2 separate regions of the Anas platyrhynchos genome follow, and region 1 is linked to region 2. Evidence: chromatin contacts called from public Hi-C data. All regions are on one chromosome and are shown on one strand. Each heading gives the region's core, a stretch centred on a gene start, on an enhancer-like site or on the middle of the called end of the contact. The rest is flanking DNA. Distances are from core to core; before and after follow the strand shown.

Region 1 (3,162 bases), core at 131-2,630, 350 kb before region 2:
GTGTAGTAGCTGTAGTTTTAATATATGTACTCAAGATGGCAGTATGAAAGCAGGAAACAAATGCTTCTGTAGGGACTTCCCAAAGCTGTTTTGGATTTTCCCTGTTCTTGATTCTGTTGTGTTCTTAATAAGTCTGAACAGTTTAAACCACATAAAAATCCAAATTTTCTCATGTATGGCAATGAGAAACACCCAGAGAACAAATATTCAAGACAGGTTAGAAATCATTAAAACATGCAATATTAACAATAGAGTATTGACAGAGTAATGCACTTTTTGACAGAAATTCATTGACAGAATAAACAGTTTCAAAACACCAAATCATAAAAATAATAGCATTCGACTAAATCTTGGTGAACTCCTAGTGAAGACTAAAGCTTCTATGAATGTAACTGCAATGGGTTCTTCTACCATCAAAATGACAGCTATGATATTTAAAGCAAAATCTTGGTTCTCATTCTGAGTGGCAGCTTTTTTTCCTGTATTTTAATCTATTACCCATCACAGATGTCCCCCTTCTATCCTTTTGCCTCTCTGCCTTGTATCTCCTTCATGCATGCATACACGTACGTCCTTCTGTCAATGCACGTGCAATATCTCATGTAATTGTTTTTGTCCCTAATAAATGTCTGATGTGTTTAACTACAAACCAACATAATGTATCCTTTGTCTATAGAGCTGAAAATAATTTGATTTTTGTCTCATGGAGCAATAGAGTTTGATGCTGAGAAGCTTTAATACTATTAAATTCAGATTATGTTTGAACGTTTGTGTCAGGTATCAATTGGGAAGTTATTTTATGGTGTTTTATAATACAGAAGTAATGATTGTATAATAGGCTCTAAACAAAGGTAAAACAAAAGTTCACAGTAAATTGGTGACCAACACTGGGAAATACTAATATGGTGAGAAGATATCCATCTGGAGCCAAACAAATTCTTACAAAGAACTTCCCAAAAGAAATTCCTATAAAAACACAGTATTTCCACACAACTAGAAAATGAGGTGTGTTAACTTTTTGTGACAATGTAGCAATATTAAAGTAGCAATGTGTAAATACTCCAGGCCTCATTTATATCTCTAAATCTTCCATCAGCATGTTTCCCTTGACTGCAAACTAAAACAATGTGTGAGAGAGGGAGAAAGATGTCTGGTATTACAGGTTATGCTAAACCATATTTCAGCCTTTCTGCCTAATAAGAGGCCTTTTTGTTATGTTTAGAGAGGAGTGTGGTGACTGAGAGATGACTACGGGCAGCCAATGGATATGAGAAGTGAAAAAAAAAAAAAAAAAACTTGGCTCAAATTCTACTATAAGTTCCTGGTGCGTGACTGGAAGAAGCAGTTGAATCATTACCTTGTCTTTGCATGTGGCTGGAAAATACCATGGTGGTGTGAATCATCACTGTCCTGTAACTTCTCTTTCTTACCGTAAACACACAGTGTCTGGAAAAGTACTGTAGAACAAATGTTACTCTTTTGTAATTCTGGTTTAGGAAGAGATGCAACTAACAAACATCAAGATGGTTAGTCCTCTGTTTGCATCTCTGGAGCTTGGGTAAGCCTTTGTACAGAAATCCTCTTGAGAGCTAAGCATTGATGTCAGAGCCAAGATTTCCAAAAACTGGGTTTGCCTGCGTGTTACTTGCCTGCATATCATCTGTTAGGAGATTAGCACATGAGAGTGTACCTTTCCCCTTAAAAATGGATGTCTCCTAAGTTGGTCTAAAGGAGAGCTCTTAGAAAGGGAGTAAATGAAGCAGAGTTTGCTATATTACTAAAGTCTTAGAAAGCATGAAGATAGAATAATATTCTGGATTTTGACAGCAATTTCAAGTTTAAAACTGTCTCCAGTTTGACAAAGTAGGGTATACCAAACAAGTCACCATAGGAAATGCCCGGAGTCTGGGTCAGTGTTTTTGTTTCTCATGAAATAGGAGAATGATCTGCAAAACCCACATCATCTACCATCATTTATCAATGGGGATACACTATGGTAATCTTTACTCCTTATTAATAGAAGTTATGGGAAAGAGAGGGAGATGTTTGTAGACTTACTTGGGTTTCTTACTCCTAGTCTGCAGCAGCACTTCCAAAGAGTTATATGTAGCCATCTGGTTACCATCTGGGGCTTATCAAACAGCATGGGACATTTCCAAGTAGTTATGCTGCCAAAAAACTGAGCATCCACAGCTTGTGTATAAGAGTACCTGAAGGAAATATGCCTACTATATAATGGAAGCCATGCGTAATGAGCATATGATCCACTCTGGCTCTTTGTGTAATACTTTCTTTGAGTATTTGAGGCCAAATTCATTTAGGTGACAGTAGACATAACTCTTCTGACTTATTTCAGACTGAGTCTGGCCTTTGCTTTCTGAGCTATAATCATGCTAGCTGAAATTGCACTTTCTGGCATCAGTAAGGTAAAGCTACTTTTGTAGGACTCAGTAAATACCAAGGGTTTAAACCTCAGTTGAAGGCAGCTATACAGGGTGAGCATGGCTTCATGGATGTTCTACCAAAAGAACAATGTACCTTGCAACTCCTCTATGTCTTTGATCTGCAGCAGTGCCTACTCCTTGGGCATATTTGGATCTGTAGAACAGCCAGAGGAGAGTTACAACCCTAAAATCCATTTCCTAGACATCTGAATACAGCAGGAGTGCAGTAAGCCCATCATGACCACCTGAGTTTACAGACAAAAGAATGATTGCATCCCTTTGCATCTGCCATGCTTGGGCAATGGGTCATCTCTTCAGATGTAACAGAAAGTAAAAATCTTCTGCATTTCTATTCCTTCTATCTCTTGCTGAAAATACTGTTCTAGGAACACACATGGAGACACACACACACACACAAGTGATTAAATGAAACAAATCAGATGGCTTGGCTTTGATACTTCCTGTCCTTTCTCCACATAACATTTGGGAATTCCCTGAAATACACTCCAGTGCTATTAAGCTACCGTTGGACAGAGAATGTTATGGACTGCTTCTTCCATTTGCATAAACTGGTGTAGTTTCTTGGAAGGTAATGAACTCCCACATTGCACCTAGTTGAGGATTTAGCCCAAGGCCTACTATGACTTCTAGTACATTTCCTACAGAACAGTTATGTTACAACCCCTTCCTGAGATCAAGCTGAAAGTGCCTGTAGAAA
Region 2 (3,175 bases), core at 436-2,935:
TAAAAGGACAAATGGGAAGCATGCATTTCCTGAGAGGGAAATGCGGCTGGAGGCAGCGGGTGCTTGGCTGAGTTCCCCAGGAGCAGAGGGTTCCCAGTGGATTTGCTTACCTGGAGATCGCAGTGGTCATCCAGACCAGGAGAGAGGTGGTAACCTGTTGCTGAGTCAACTTTCAAACAGCAACACAAATTAAGATCTTGTGAGCATACATGCCCTGGGGCAGCAGTTTCCTACCACCCACAAACAAGCAGATGACCTTTCTCAGGCTGATTTTTGTATTTGGCAGGAAGCTGCTCCCCTGTTTGTCCCCAAAACACATCTGGTTATTTGGGGAGTGTGACAGCATCTTTGCATTGGATACATTCAGAGGACACTATGAATTTATTCATTTATCAATCCTAACCAATTCTGGATTGAAAATCAGAAAATCGGGTCAGCTGCGAAACAGTGCTACATTTCACATCTGGAATGTGTGTTGCAGCTGCGCTTCAGTCTCGAGGTAATTATTTTGATCCCAAATCCAGTTGCTGTAAATAAATCTAATTAATTAGAATGTTTTTCCTTTGCCTTCACAGAAAAAGCTCAGTATTTCAGAAGAACCACAACCATCACAAGTGGGTCTTTGCTTCCATTCTGTTCAGTTGTCCTCATTTATAAGAAATGTTCTTCATCTAAGCCTCCATCTACTTCCCTCCCACACAAACCCAGTTTTATCTTAGATTTCTGACATTAAATCACTCCTATCAGAAAAGCTGCGTCAGTTCCCTGAAGCCTTAGCTTAATGCTAAAAAAATAATAATAAATAATAATAATAAAATTACTAAATTTTGAAACATTTATATACTATTTCCCTCCAGATTCTCCTTTTGACCTTGGTCACAAAAGCAAGCCAGTGCTAGTTTCTGTCCTATTGCACTCATTCAAACTGCTTTGGGGTTCATTCTGGTTTTGCTGTTTTCTCTAATGAGTAGCACACAGACTGTATAAATATTTTAAAAATGAATAGAATAAACTGTGCATACTCTCCAAACTCCCCTGGCTAGAATTCCCCTCCAGCAGAGACAGCAGAAATGCTGCAAGCAGATAAATATTACTGATGGCCGCCCTCATAAACAAGTGGATCAATTAGCTTCATTCTTTCCCCAGAAATGTTTCTCTCTCCTGCCAAACTGAAAAGCAGGCAAACTAAGGCTGCATTGCTTGAGTGAAATAAAAAATCCCAAGTTACTTAAAGTTTCTGTGGTGCCAGGTACGTCACGCTCAGGTCAGTAAGTTAAAAACGCTTTTGCACTGCAGCCAGTGACCGCCTTCCAGAAAAATAAAATTTGGTGGTGCCGAGAGATTTCGAGGCGATCGCACCATGTGCTTGTCCAGCATCCATCCATGCCAGTAACTCGTTTGTCACAGTATTTGCAGGAAGCCCAGGCGTGGGGCCAGAGGAGTTTGTTGGAGCAGAGCATGGAGCCCGAAGGCGAGCCCTGCTGCGCTGCTCCTGGGGTCAGGCGCTGAAGGAGGAAACCCGGCGTGTGGGAACACGCTCCAGCACGCTCAGAAGCCTTTCCATGTTCAGCACTAAAAATTCCGTGTTTATAAATAAAAGCACAGAGCCCCCCTCGGCCGGGTTTGAGGTGGCGGCGGAGGGAAACCCGTGCCCCGCTCGGGCCCGGCGGCGCAGCCATGGCGGCGCCAGCGGCCGACGGCTTTCGTGGGCTCCGAGGGCCCCCTAGCGGCTCCCGGCCTCCACACCGCCTGGTTTCGCCCCAAAATCGCCTCCTGGTGCTCCTTGCCCCGGTGAAGGGCCCTGAGGGGAGGCTGGTGGCAGCCGAGGCCGGGAGGAAGGCAGGAGAGGTGTCACGCACGGTGGGGCAGGCAGAGGATGGAAAACAAGTCTGTGGTGCACCCCCCTTGGGCTGAGCAGCCCCGCACTTCCTGACCCCAAATCAGACGATTGGGTAACAACAATGAAGATTTATAGTGAAAGGTCAGGGTTTCCAGTTCCCACAATTCCTCTAATTAGCTGGAGCCTCTCAGAGCAGGCTGCTTTGACCTTTTGTGTCCCCTCTTGCTCCAGCGCATGCAGAGGAAGCGCCTAAAATACATCGAGGCATTCATCGGCACGCCGAGCCGTGGGTCAGGAAGGGCTGCAGCTCTCAGAAACCCCCTTGAGCTGCTGTTAGGAAACAGCCAAGCGCTATTTAATGAGGATGTGGCATGATTAGGATTTCTCCAGTGACGCTCTCTGCAAGCCTGCCCGTCTCCCTTCACCACCGGGATGCTCCCTTCCAGGCCAGGATGCTGCTAAAAGCACAGGGCCAGCCCTGCAACTGTAAACAGATCTTGAGTTATAAACAGACTCTTAAAGAAGGAATGAAATCATTTATTTTTGCACCCTATGGAATGAAAAGAGAGAGAGAGAGACAGATGAACTACTGTAACTATTTTATGAAACTATGCATGCTCTAGCATCAGCTGTGCTGTCACTAACTTCTAGCCTGACCATGGTCTGTCAGATGTGAGGCCACATTACCTGTTTCTGTGTGTGACAGATAATTCTATAATCTCATATTTTCATGAGAAATAAACTTCACAAGTGATGCACTAACATATTGGTTTTGTATTCACCTAAACAATATGGCTGTTGTACGTCAAGTGCTGATGAATCCCGCTTCCTTATCCGGGGCTCTATCAGGGCTTGTAATCATTTCTGACAAACTTTTTAAAGCACAATTGCAACCTCATTGCTGTGACCTATTTTTAGGCAGACGAGCCTTCCCTAGAAGCTACTTTACAACTCTGAAGTTCTGTGCTCTGAATAGCAGACCTGAGTAGTTGTGAACATTTTACTGAAACAGCTTATATAGCACTGCATGGCTGGGGAGCAATTAGGTTATATAAACCCCACATAATGAAGGAAAAAATTGAAGATGTACATTAATGTCTTGGCAATTCCACCTCATTAAGCAACTTGTATGTTAAGAGCATTTTGTTCATATGATTTTTAAAGTGAAGACATGTTTCTTGGCAAAAACATTTTTTCTTCAACTTATGCAGGTAGAACATACATCACCTAGAGGTCTCAATTCACAGCTTAAAAGTCAATAGACTTATATTTATTTAAGTATTATTAGATAAATCACAATTATCCTAGGTTAAAATTCAACTCAATGTGTTGAAG

The links. Hi-C and Micro-C count contacts between places; a contact is called where the count stands out from the background.
Region 1: a contact with region 2 is called in a Hi-C map of liver, with 5 times the contacts expected there. The contact joins two enhancer-like sites. A contact is called at or near these places in 4 of 8 Hi-C or Micro-C datasets (F1 follicle, liver, skeletal muscle and 1 more).

The regions. Positions count from the first base shown.
Region 1 is chr1:21,763,954-21,767,115 of IASCAAS_PekinDuck_T2T, reverse strand. No RefSeq gene overlaps it. Among named protein-coding and RNA genes, the nearest start is that of PLXNB2, 60 kb to the right of the region's middle. Within about 2 kb of position 1,380, at least 2 of the 8 cell types and tissues checked have an H3K27ac peak or open chromatin away from gene starts, as enhancers often do.
Region 2 is chr1:21,414,436-21,417,610 of IASCAAS_PekinDuck_T2T, reverse strand. No RefSeq gene overlaps it. Among named protein-coding and RNA genes, the nearest start is that of MAPK11, 29 kb to the right of the region's middle. Within about 2 kb of position 1,685, at least 4 of the 8 cell types and tissues checked have an H3K27ac peak or open chromatin away from gene starts, as enhancers often do.